Regions from separate parts of the Sus scrofa genome. Here region 1 is linked to region 2. A link is a contact called in public Hi-C data. All regions are on one chromosome and are shown on one strand. The core of a region is the stretch at or near the end of the contact, and the rest is flanking DNA. Distances in the headings are between cores, read along the strand shown. Region 1 holds the start of HNRNPUL2 (heterogeneous nuclear ribonucleoprotein U-like protein 2). Region 2 has its middle 21 kb from the start of SLC22A8.

Evidence for each region. A called contact is a pair of places that touch in the nucleus more often than the background predicts.
Region 1: a contact with region 2 is called in a Hi-C map of liver, with 3 times the contacts expected there. The contact joins the promoter of HNRNPUL2 here to the enhancer-like site in region 2. A contact is called at or near these places in 1 of 5 promoter capture datasets (liver), 15 of 47 Hi-C or Micro-C datasets (alveolar macrophages, embryonic fibroblasts, fetal heart ventricle and 11 more) and 2 of 2 datasets of contacts at active chromatin or transcription factors (alveolar macrophages and skeletal muscle).

The regions. Positions count from the first base shown.
Region 1 is chr2:9,032,142-9,038,438 of Sscrofa11.1, reverse strand. HNRNPUL2 (heterogeneous nuclear ribonucleoprotein U-like protein 2) reads right to left here and starts at 3,770. Exons shown (of 15, transcript XM_005660783.3): 1 at 2,908-3,770; 2 at 850-985; 3 at 486-562; 4 at 14-153. The coding sequence starts at 3,448. It overlaps TTC9C (tetratricopeptide repeat protein 9C), which reads left to right and starts at 3,881. Exons shown (of 4, transcript XM_005660786.3): 1 at 3,881-4,151; 2 at 4,996-5,428. The coding sequence starts at 5,191.
Region 2 is chr2:8,758,840-8,765,531 of Sscrofa11.1, reverse strand. No RefSeq gene overlaps it. Among named protein-coding and RNA genes, the nearest start is that of SLC22A8, 21 kb to the left of the region's middle. Within about 2 kb of position 3,446, at least 3 of the 83 cell types and tissues checked have an H3K27ac peak or open chromatin away from gene starts, as enhancers often do. A contact at or near this core is called in fetal liver and liver, where this site is marked.

The sequences.
Region 1 (6,297 bases), core at 2,521-5,020, 270 kb before region 2:
CCGTATGCACTACCTTGGCCTCAAAGCAAACTTTCCCCTTTGTCACTCCATAAGTGCTCCTTGCGCCAGACCAAAGGGTGGGGAACTTCTCTGAGAAAAGCGGCTGCCCTCCATAGCGGTCTTTGCTCACTTGAAAATGGAGATCCGAGGTATCTGTTAAGAAAGAAGCAATCCGTTTACTCAATGCCCCAAACTTGAAGCTACCAACAGAACACACATATACCCAGTTGTCAAGAAGGACTACACAGGAGTTCCTGCTGTGGCACAGCAGGTTAAGGACTCGGTGTTGCTAGCACCTGCGGCCTTGAAACTTCCATTGGCCACATGTGTGGCAAAAAAAAAAAGAAAGAAAAAGCATGGATACAAAGTCTAAAATCTCTTACAAGCGACAGCCCATAAAGTTTTATTAATCCTCAAAATCACATTTCCTCCCCCCAAATCACTTTTGATTGGTTAAAACCCCCACCAGTGTGCTTTATACATACATGTGTCCAGGTTCACAAGAGTTTGATCCTCTTCCTCATCTTTTGCCTCTTCTTCTGGGGGTGGTGGAGACTTTGAGCTATACATATATGAGAGAAAAGCAAATACGATGTAACCAACGTCCTCCAATCTGAGAGGCGTCTGCAGGTCTGCTTAAAGGATCAGTGGATATATATAATTCCAGCTTCTTTCAACAAATGAGAAAAGGACAACAGGATGTTTCAGGGTAGATTCCATCTAAAACTTAGGCCGATAAAAACCTATTCCATTCTTAATCCACCCCTCTTTCCAGACTGTCCAGTCAGCAGCAGGTAGACCAAAATCAGAGCAGACACTCCCTTCAATGAAAGGGACTGTTTCCCTCACCGGCTGTGGTAAGCCTCCTCTCGGAATTCATAGTAAGCTCGGCCATGTTCATCCTTCTCATCCCGCTGTCTCTTTACCCCCCGCCGCTCACCATCTGAGCCTGCTGGTTTTGACTTTTCACTATCTTGGTCATCTCCTACAAAAAGGAGGGAAAGAAAATCAGCAGTTTTCATACTGGAGTGTAGAATAAGCTCAGAACCAACAGAAACTAAAGGAGGCCCTGTGTATCTGTCTGGTCAGAAGAGCCAGGTTATTCCCGCTGCGTCCACAGAATGTTTTATTTCCAAAGATCATCTTCCTGTCATTGGCTGGGGTTTTTTAATTAAAAAAATGGGGGCGGGGGAAGGAAGGGACATTATGGGCTAATTACAGTCAAAGTAGTAGATAAAAACAGCAATTTTTTGCATTCTAAATTTATCTGCTTGAATCAGGTCAAACTTGCAGATTTCCCCACCACTATGACATGAAAGAAATATCCCATAAGTTTTTAAAAAAACTTCATAGGTTAATTTAATTTTAGTTCTTGACTATTAGAGCTGGATTTAAACTAGACAATATATATTTCCCAACACTTTCCCACAGCTCCATGTTACAGAAAGCCTTGTTTTGTTTTTTTTTTTTTAAAAGAGTTTGCCTTTCCAGCTTTAAAACACATAGCCATCCACAGCTTTACTTATGTAGCAAACGGACTCAGGTGCACACAGCTGTATTTTTATCATGGATTTTTACTGAAACTTGTAAGAGCAAACCATTAAGTCACAAGAGACCCATAAATAATACTGCAACTTTCCTGCACATAATTTGGGGCAGAAAGGTGTTGTCATATATTTAGCAACATTCTTTACAAGAGAGAAAAAAAAAATCAGAATTTTTCCTTGGACTTTTGTGGTTTGCAGAACTAAGGTTTTCAACAATAACTTCTTTAAACAAGTCCTTTATCCCTCAACCTTTTTATCTGCTATTTGGGGTACACATTAAGTCAAAGGTTATGTAATGGGATTTCTGTTCCAGGACACAGGACAAATGATCTGCAAGTTGCATGTGACAGATGTAGCATGGGTTCCAATTATACCCTCATAGGAGAAGCAGCCTAACAAATGTATTAGAAAAGGAACTAAGCCACTTCATAGTATGACTTGAAAGCAGCTCCCTACTCTGACAGATAGTTATGGATCAGCTCTAACCACCCAATCACTTCAAAGGAAGTGAGAGGTCACTAACCCCCTGGGGGAACTATACATTCTATTCCACAAGGTTACTCAATGGACACATCAACACCCCAATCATTTCAAGTCAGGAAGTCAGGGACCCAAAATGCAAAAGGCTAAGTGTACACCAAATACACAAAGTTGTCCGTCCATCTACTAAGAGGGAAGATTAAAATTTAATCATAAGCATTCAGACAAGGTAAAACTCCTAGCCAAGTAGCATTAATTAATTTATCCTAAAGGCTCTAGATCATGATTTTCTCTTCAGCAGTTAACTATTAAACTTGACACCCTCACACCACAGGCTGCTGAAGCGGGAGCTGCTGCTAAAGCAGGAGTAAGGTTAGATTTCCCGATTTCCTGTGTGGCTCAAACTCTAGTAAAGAGCTTCTAGGATGGAACGAACTTTGACGAACTTAGCTCATTGCTTAATATTTTTAGGACGGAAAAAAATCAATAGTTAGGTAGCCCAAAGGCCGAAGCCTCCAACAGTCGGTCTGGCTGTCCGTGTAATCAACAATTCCTCGGCGCACACTCGGTTTAGAAAAGATAACCAGCGCCGCGGGAGGCTGCTCCACAGGTAGCTCGTAAACAGTTCGCATGCAAAACCTCTTACTTGCATCCACTACCACCAAGCAACCAAGTCAGGCAGGAACCTCCCTCCTGCAGAGAGAGGAGCCCCAAGAGGTAGCCAAGCCCCCCAGAAAGGTGGGCTGAGAGAATGAAAGCCACCTCCCCGGGGGAGTCCCACCAAAAGGCGATGGGAATTGGACCCCGCTGTGCCAGGCTTGGTGCTGGGTCAGGGGCGCACCCGGCAGGTTGGAGCCGGGCTCCGCTGCCAGCTCCTCACCCTGTTCCTCCGCGGCCTTGTCAGCCGGCGCCTCGGATCCCGGCGTCTCGTCCCCGCTCCGCTCCTCCGGTTCCTCTTCCTCCCCCTTGACGGTGCCCTGCTCTTCGCCACCATTTACCCCACCTGACCCGGCCGTGGCCTCCTCCGCTGGTTTCTCGGAAGCATCGGACTCGGCCACGGCCTCTGTGGCTGCGGCCTCCGGGGGCTCCGGCGGCGGCTGCGCGGCCTCGTCCGAGGCCTGGGCAGGGGGTGGCTCTTCGTCCTCGTCCTCAAGCAGCGCCTCCTCGTCCTCCTCCTCCTCCTCTTCGTCCTCCTCCTCGTCCCCGCCCGGGCCGCCGCCCGACGCGGCCACAGGCCGAGGCTCCGCCTTGCAGGCCCCACCGGGCCCGGCCCCGCCACCGCCGGCCTCGTCCTCAAGCATCTCGGCGTCAAGCGCCTCCTGCAGCCGCTGCGCCAGATCCACCTTGAGGCCGCGCGAGTCCAGGCCCCGCCGCTGCAGCTCCGACCGCAGCTCGGTCACTTTCAGCCGCTTCACCTCCATCGCCGCCGCCGCCTCCTCCGCCTCCCGCCGCCTCCTCCCCTGCGAACCGTCGACCGAGCCCGACCGCGCAGGCGCCGCCGCCGCCCGCCTCCGCCTCACGCGCCAGCACTGAGCCCGCGCGGGCGAGCGCACGCACGTACGCACGCAGGCAGCGAGGACCTCGCGCAGCCTCCGCTATGTAGTGTTTGTTTCTTCCGTCTGCTCCCTCCCCTTTACAGCCCTCGGAGCCCAAAACAACGCAGCAGGAAGCTGCTTCCTTTCCAGCCCCCTCGGTTCCCCTCCGGCGGGTGGGCGCGCGCGGAGAACCACAGACTTCCCTTCTCCTTTACCTCCCGCCCCCTCTCACCCCTGAGCCAATCGCCGCCGGTGTCTTCACAGCGCAGCCTCACCGGAGCCGGAGTCGGGAAAGGTTGGCTTTGGCTCAAGTGCTTCGTAGCACTCAGGCGTGTGCCCACCGGTCTCTCCGTACTTTGAGCCCCGGGCTCCGCGCAGTGGGTGGGAGCTCCCTCGCCACATGGCCCTCACACCCTGTCGCCACCCTTACTCGCGTCTGACCCGATCACACTGTCGTCGTAGTGCTTGTTCTTTAGTCTGTGTCCTACTGTCTATATGTGCAGCCACTTCTTGAGACAAAGGAAGAAAAGGCAGAAGGGAAGCAGGGAAGCTCTTGCAACGTGAACTCCTACTAGCAATTATGTTTCTGGTTAGTCAACGCAAGGGCTCTCCAAAACCGAGGAATACAGTAACCTCGGGCCCTCGTCTTATTTCAACTCTTAAACTTCTACCTAGCAACAGACACCCTCGCCTCGCTTTATTGGCCAACTTGAATCGTCATCTGCAATTCTGATTGGTCATCCGTGATCGTTCAGCTTTTTTTTCAATTGGCGAAGCTGACGGGAGATTTCCCCCCACACACACCCTCGGGTTGGTCGGCCAGGGAGGCTGGGGAGGCGGAGTCGTTTATGCAGGATTACTTTTCCGAGGCTGCTCCTGATTGGACGGCATGGCGCAACGCGCGCGACCTTTACACACAAACTATCCGGAGACCAGACCCTGTCCTCTCCGTGCTCCGGGATCGTAAACCGAAGCTCAGGGCGTGGGGGGGCAGGAGAGACTTTGGGCTCGGCCATTTGTAAGGAGCGAGAGGCTGGCCGCGGGACCTGGGGCACTTGCAGCTGAGCGGCGCTGCGGCCGCGTCACCGTTGGCTTGTGGTTACGGTGCACTGACCGCATTCACCTTGGTTCCCCAACTCTTGGCCCAGAGGCCAACAGCTGCTGGTGCAAACAAAGAGCTGGGAGGGAGGCAAGCCCCCTAGACCTCTTTTAGGAGTTGTCCCCGCCCACTCCCTTCCACTTCCAGGTCGGGGGGCGGTTGTTCAAAGGAAAGGAGGAAGTAAATTCCGCCGGCGTTCCCACGCTGGCCACAATTCCTTAGTATGGCTTTCGCTAATTCATGCAATCACTTCGTCCCGGAATCACCTCTTTAGGAAATCAATTTATCTGTGGCTTTACTATTTCCACATCCTCTCCCTGTCCTTCATTTCTAGAGATTGAAAAATACCTGCAGAGAAGAGAGGAAGAGGCTGCAGTAGAATCAAGCAAACCTCATTCCCTGAGAGGCCTCCGGGAGAAGGATAGTTTCCTGCTTCTTCAAGTCGGCTACCAAAATCGGTTATTTCGCGCCTATCCCCACAGCTTCGGAATTGCTTCCCCATTCCGCAAGAGCACGGGGTGACAAAGTTATGGAGAAGCGCCTGCAGGAGGCCCAGCTATACAAGGAGAAGGGGAACCAATGTTACCGGGAAGGGAAATACCGGGATGCTGTGAGTGGATACCATCGAGCTCTGCTTCAGCTGCGGGGTCTGGATCCAAGTATGCCCTCCCCGATTCCTAATCTAGGACCTCAAGGCCCGGCCCTCACACCTGAACAAGAAAACGTACTGCATACTACCCAGACAGACTGCTACAACAACCTGGCTGGTAAGAGCAGGGCGGAAGGGTGGGTAGAGTGTCAAAGCAGCCGCATGAAAATCTGAGAACGTTGGGAAAAACACTGACGTGCCTTTCTGCTCACGTCTAGTTATTGTGCCATGAATTGAGATATATTTTCAATCTGTAGGACTTTGAGTTTCTATAAAGCAGTGCTTTGCAGACTTGTAGCTTGTAAAACACAGCTATGCCCACGTTCACGATTCCAGTTTTATGGGTCTGAGGTGTTTGTGTGGGGCTACCAGTTTACATTTCTGATAAACTTATGGGGGATGCTGATAGATTTAGGGCATTTTGCACGCCATAGAGAAAGTACTGAGCCTGTGTTTAGGGCTTTGCTTCTTTAATATCGAAAATGTAGGGAAGTTCCCGTCGAGGCTCAGCGGTAATGAACCCGACTAGTATCCATGAGGACACAAGTGTGATCCTGGCCTCCCTCAGTGGGTTAAGGAACTGGTGTTGCTGTGAGGTCTGGTGTAGGCCAGCAGCTACAGCTCTGATTCTACCCCTAGCCTGAGAACTTACATATGCTGCCTGTACAGCCCTAAAAAGACTATGTGTATCTAGAGAGAGAGGGAGAAAGGAAGGGCGTTCTCTTGTGGTGCAGTGGGTTAAGGATCTGGCATTGTCACTACAGCAACTTGGGGAGCTGCTGTGGCACCGGTTCTCTCCCTGGTCTGGGAACTTCCACATACCTCAGGAATCAGCCAAAAAATAAAAGAAAGAAAGAAAATATAGGAAAGAAGGCATTTGCTTCAACGGATGGTGTAAGTCATCTTTCTTAGCTGTTTTGGATAACTTTCCTTCTTCCTGTAAATCAGCTGGATAGTAACTTAGATAACTAGTATCTTCCATCTCCA
Region 2 (6,692 bases), core at 2,197-4,696:
ATTGAACCTGCATCTCAGCAGCCACCAGAGGTCCTGCCGAGGTAATGCCAGATCCTAAACCCGCTGTACCCCAGCGGGAATGCCTCTATTTTATTTTTAGAAGTGACCTTTCATGCACTTTAGAATTAACACACACGATGCGCACAGAAAGCTCATCATGACTTGCCTGCAACATCATTGACTGAACGCTTTCTTGTGGAAATATGCAAAGCTATGCCAAGATCACCCAGCCTCAACATTTATTAGCATTTCGCAAACCTTTCACCTGTATCCTCCCCCACCCGACACCTGACCATTTCTTAAAGGACAACTTAAAAACATTACCCACATAAGAAGGATATGGTTTGAAAAAGAAGCAACAGTCCTTTAAATGGAAGAATTCTAGATCGAATAGGAACTTTTTTTTATTTTTATGCATTTATTTTTTTGTCTTTTTGCCATTTTCTTGGGCCGCTCCCATGGCACATGGAGGTTCCCAGGCTAGGGGTCAAATCGGAGCTGTAGCCGCTGGCCTACACCACAGCCACAGCAACGTGGGACCCAAGCCGCGTCTGTGACCCACACCACAGCTCACGGCAACGATGGATCCTCAACCCATTGAGCAATGCCAGGGATCGAACCTGCAACCTCATGGTTTCTAGTAGGATTCGTTATCCACTGAGCCACGACGGGAACTCCAAGATCAAATAGGAACTTTAAATGTCTTATTCTGTCTCATTTTACTGCATCCCGATGTGAACTTTGTCTTGAATCAGTGTTTGAGACCCACATATTAAATCCATTGTCCTAACTGTGTAGAAGAGGGAAACGAGATCCAGAGAGAGAGGGTCTTGGCCAAGGTCATCCAGAGAGGAAGGGCAGGGCAGACCCCCGGGGTCCTATTGGTGCAGAGGTCCAGCTGAAGCCGGACTGTAAAAATCCACTTGTTCCGCCAGAGAAGAGGGAAAATCAGGAAATGGCCCATGATAGTTTCCTCTTCCTGAACTCAGAGCTCAACCCCTTGTGAATATCAACATTCATTATGAAATCAAAGTGACCTTAGGAACTATATCTGTTATCTATTGCTAGGTAACAAACTCTTCCAAAATGTCCCTGTTTAAAACAGCAATTATTGGGAGTTGCCGTCATGGCTCAGTGCTTAACGAATCTGACTAGGAACCATGAGGTTGCAGGTTCGATCCCTGGCCTTGCTCAATGGGTTAAGGATCCAGCGTTGCCGTGAGCTGTGGTGTAGCTTGCAGACGCGGCTCGGATCTCTTGTTGCTGTGGCTCTGGTGTAGGCTGATGGCTACAGCTCTGATTCGATCCCTAACCTGGGAACCTTCATATGCCTTGGGAGCGCCCCAAGAAATTGCAAAAAGACAAAAACCAAAAAACAAAACCCAGCAGTTATTTATTTGACTTTTGAGTTTGTGGGTCCTTCTGGTCTGATCTCTGCCTGGCTTACTCATGTATATGTGGTGAGTGGGTAGGTCAGTCTGGCAGGCTGCTTGGTCTGATGGGAGGTCCCTCTGCTGGTTTGGCTCCTTTCTGCTCCGGTGGCCTCTTATTCTCAGAGGAAGCAAGTTACACCGGGCTGCCAAAGAGCAGCAGGAGAGGAAAGCCCTAGGAGCAAGGACATTTGAAGTTTCTGCTTGTGTCATGATTGTGTAACATCTTGACCAGAGCCAAGGGGTAGAGCAATAGACTTTGTTGCATTTTTTTTTTTCCTTTTTAGGGCTGCACCTGAGGGGCATATGGAGGTTCCCAGGCTACAGGTTGAATTGGAGCTGCAGCTGCAGGCCTACACCACAGCCACGGAAATGCCAGATTTGAGCCACATCTGTGACCTACACTGCAGCTTGCAGGAAAGCTGGCTCCTTAACCCACCAAGTGAAGCCAGGGATCAAACCTACATCCTTGTGGACAGTAGTCAGGTTCTTAACCCACCGAGCCATAAGGGGAACTCCCTTTTTTTTTAAATTTTATTTTTTAAATTATAGTTAATTTACAATGTTGTGCCAATTTCTGCTGTACAGCAAAGTGACCCAGTAATACATATATATACATATATTCTTTTTTCATGTCATCTCCTATCATGTTCTATTCCAAGAGTTTGAACATAGTTCCCTGTGCTGTACAGTAGGATCTCATTCATTCTAAACATAGTAGTTTGGAGTTCCCGTCGTGGCTCAGTGGTTAGTGAACCCAACTGGCATCCACGAGGAGGACACGGGTTTGATCTCTGGCGCTTCTCAGTGGGTTAACGATCTGGGGTTGCCGTGAACTGCGGTGGAGGTCACAGACCTGGTTCAGATATGGCGTGGCTGTGGCTGTGGCATAGGCTGGCAGCTACAGCTCCCTCTAGCCTGGGAACCTCCATGTGCCACGGGCGAGGCCCTAAAAAGACAAAATTAAAAAAAAAAAAGAATCATCTCCATATTAGGTGGAAGCCATCCAGCTTAGTCATCTAGACAGTTCCTTAAACTGGGAGTAAGAAAACAAGAGGCTATATTGGGAATGATCGGACCCCTGGCCTGAAATGAGAACGATATAGACATTCTGGATTTGTATCCATTTTCTCACCTCCTCCTTCCCTATCTAATCCCCTGGCAAGTGCTGTTGGCTTCACCTCCACAGTGTAGCCCAACTTTCTATTTCTCTCATCCTTTACTGTATCCTGCCTAATCCAGGTCCCCTTCCCCTCTCATCTGGACCTCTGTGACAATTTTCCAACCGGTCTTCCTGCTTCCATTCTTGTCGTCTACAATCCATTTTTCACCCAGAAGCCAGAGTGGTGTTTTAGAAACTTGAAACCAAGGACCCCCCCGCCTTAGAACCCCCCCTAAGCTTCCCCTGCTGTTCAAAGTCCTACATGATCTGGCCTCTGTTTATCTTCACCTGGCACCACTTGTATTTATTAATTAACTAAAAAATTTTTGCTGGCATATGGTTGACTTACAACGTTGTATTAGTGCCAGGGGTACAGCAGTATTAATTTATTTCTTACTTGTGCTCATTTTCTCCTTCCCCACCCCCCTTTCCTCCTTCTTCCGTTGGGACGCAAATCTCTGAGAGCAAAGATCTTGTTTGTCCTGATCAGGAGAGACAGAACCCTGCCCCGCACTCTGTGGGTATTCGATCAATATGTTTACAAGGCAGCTGATGTAACCAGAAATTTAGGTGAGCAACTGGTTATTCCGTCGACTCGACGGATATCAACTTTCAGTTCTTACGAAAGAGGTGGTCAGAGTCCTGAGCTAGGCGGTAGAGGGAACGATCAGGATTCCTCCTCTTCTAGGTACTCCAGACACCCCTTTTCCGCATCCGGATCCCCCTTTCCGCATCCTGATGTTCTTCCACACGGTAGCTGGTGCCCTGGTGGCCGTTTTCACACCTCTCCTTCCGCCCAATCAGTGGAGACTCAATGATTATGTTAAGTACCAGATCTTCCACTAGAGGGCAGTAGAGCACAGTGTTAAGCGTTTGAGATCTGAAGGCAGTTCTCAGTTTGTGCCTCTTCTGTTCCAGGCGAGTAGAACGCAGACGCGAGAAACGAATCATTCCCGTCCCTCAGTGCTAAGCCTACTTTTTGTTTATACACGGGCGTAGTTGTCCATGCTGGGGGAAAACTAATCAGACATAAAGAAGCACAGAGGTGCTAACAGAGAAATATTTTATAGGCTATGTATTTTATCTATTATACCCAATTGTCACACAAACGTGGAACGTGGGCTTCAAAGGGTAAACGTAAAGCCAGCGTGATGCACATCATGAGTACTTATACTCCGTGACAATGTCACTAGGCAGTTTTTTCCATCCTGAACATTGCAGTCAGAAATACGGTTAGGAGGAGTACCTGTCGTGGCTCAGTGGTTAACGAATCCGACTAGGAACCATGAGGTTGCAGGTTCGATCCCTGGCCTTGCTCAGTGGGTTAAGGATCCAGGGTTGCCGTGAGCTGTGGTGTGGGTCGCAGACTCGGCTCGGATCCCGAGTTGCCGTGACCCTGTTGTAGGCTGGTGGCTACAGCTCCGATTAGACTCCTAGCCTGGGAACTTCCATAGGCGGTGGAATCGGCTCAAGAAAAGGCAAAAACCAAAACAAACAAACACACAAACCAAAAAACGATTAGGAGCAAAACAATAACTTTCCATTAGAACTCTTTAAATGTCCTACCAGTTTTTCCTCTTTGAGATGCCTCCGGGGCCCTGTGGAAAGCTTGAAATTAGCTAGAGCTAGAAACTTACCATTTGCTATCAAATGCAGGTCCCTCTTCCAGAAAAGGTTGTTCTCAACACAGAGAGAAAACTAAATCCCAGTCTTGTATTGGCTTAATATTAATAATAAAATTCAGAGTTCCTATCGTGGTGCAGCAGAAATGAATCCGACTAGTATCTGTGAGGATGTGCAATCCCTGGGCTTGCTCAGTGGGTGGGGGATCCAGTGTTGCTTTGAGCTGTGGTGTAGGTCGCAGACACGGCTCGGATCCTGCGTTCCTGTGGCTGTGGTGTAGGCTGGCAGTTGTAACTCCAATTCGACCCCTAGCCTGGGAACTTCTATATGCTGCGGGTGCAGCCCTAGAAAAAGAAAACATTTGTTTACCCAATTTAATCCAATCTAATCTTCATCAGTCTTTTTTTTTTTTTGGTCTTTTTTTTGTCTTTGTTGTTGTTGTTGTTGTTGTTGCTATTTCTTGGGCCGCTCCCGCGGCATATGGAGGTTCCCAGGCTAGGGGTTGAATCGAAGCTGTAGCCACCGGCCTACGCCAGAGCCACAGCAACGCGGGATCCGAGCCGAGTCTGCAACCTACACCACAGCTCACGGCAACGCTGGATCGTTAACCCACTGAGCTAAGGGCAGGGACCGAACCCGCAACCTCATGGTTCCTAGTCGGATTCGTTAACCACTGCGCCACAACAGGAACTCCTAATCTTCATCAGTCTTAACAATGTACAACGTTCTTTTCTCAAGGTTCCTTTTTTAAAAAACCTTAAAAAAAATCACTTCTGTATCTATATTAGTTAATACTATTTTTTTTTACCCATCTAGAAACAACCAGCTCTAGGATGAAATTAAACTCCTTTTATCCCTCAAAAAAATATTTCCATTCTTTATACCTTCTCTCCCCGACAATACATATCCTACTTGTTTTACAAATAAATGCTTTATCTTTTCTAGTAGTTTTAAATACATATTATAATGTTTAACCTTCAAAAGGCTGAACGACATAGTTCCCATTGTGATATGGAAACGAATCCGACTAGTATACATGAGGATGTGGGTTCGATCCTTGGCCTTGCTCAGCAGACTTGGCTTGGATCCTGCATTGTATATCCAGCTGTGGCGTAGGCCAGCAGCGGCAGTTCTGATTCAACCCCAGCCTGAGTACTTCCATATGCCATGGGTACGGCTCTAAAAAGCAAAAAAAAAAAAAAAAAAAAAAAAAAGATTGAATGAAACCAAGAAACAAGTAATTGAATGGTTTGTTAAATCATATAATTATTTCCAGAGCGTTTACCCAAAAGCTTTTATCCCTTTGTAGACAATATCACACCTAGACGTATATACATCGAGATCTCATAGCTTCATTTAAAACCTACTCATGAGTCAAATATTTCAGTATGAAACTTACTGTTCTATAAGGAACAGTTGGAATAAGTTAAGTTTACAGACTTCAGTGTAGAAAGACTCTTTCCTCCTTCCTACCCCCTCCCCTTGGCTTGAAGTTCTGGTATTAACCCACGGCTGAAGTCAGGCAAAGTGGGCTGTGTTTGTATTTCAAGGACATGATAAGAGTTAATTTCAAGCCTTCTCCTAGGCATATTTTTGTTCTCTCAGGATCAGAATTCTGAAAAAAGCATTTTATCAAACCAGCTTTTTTTTCTAAGTGCATATGAAAAAAAGATCCACTTTTGGAATTTTGAAAGAGTTGCATCTTAACCAATTGTCTCCAGAGTCTTGAGAGTATTGTTGTTGGCCACACAGGTTAAAGAAAAAAAAAAAACAACTTTTTTTTTTTTTTTGTCTTTTTAGGGCCGCACCCATGGCATATGGAGGTTCCCAGACTACGAAGCTGTAGCCGCTGGCATACGCCACAGCCACAGCAACGTGGGATCTGAGCCACGTCTGTGACCTACAGCACAGCTCACAGCAATGCTGGATCCTTAACCCACCGAGTGAGGCCAGGGATCGAACCTGCATCCTCATAGATGCTCGTCAGATTCCTTTCCACTGAGCCATGATGGAAACTCCATCTTTCTTGTTTTTTAGTCATAGTTTCATGGTAAAATTTTTCTAGTGAATTGAACCTGAATTCCTATTTTATAAAAGGCAGCGAGGAGGTCCCATCATGGTGCAGTTCTAATTAGGAACCATGAGGTTGTGGGTTCAATCCCTGGCCTTGCTCAGTGGGTTAAGGATCCAGAATTGCTGTGAGCCGTGGTAGAGATTGCAGACGTGGCTTGGGTCCTGTGTTACAGTGGCTGTGGTGTAGGCTGGCAGCTACATCTCCGATTTGCCCCTAGCCTGGGAACCTCCATATGCTGCAGGTGCGGCCCTAAAAAAAGAAAAGAAAAGAAAAGAAAAGAAAAAAAAAAAAAGGCAGTGAAAATACCAATCACACAAATAGAACACACACTCATATTCCAGAAGACAGATCTATCACAAATCCTCTGAAAGGATGACTGATAGAGGGTCCCAAACAAATGTGA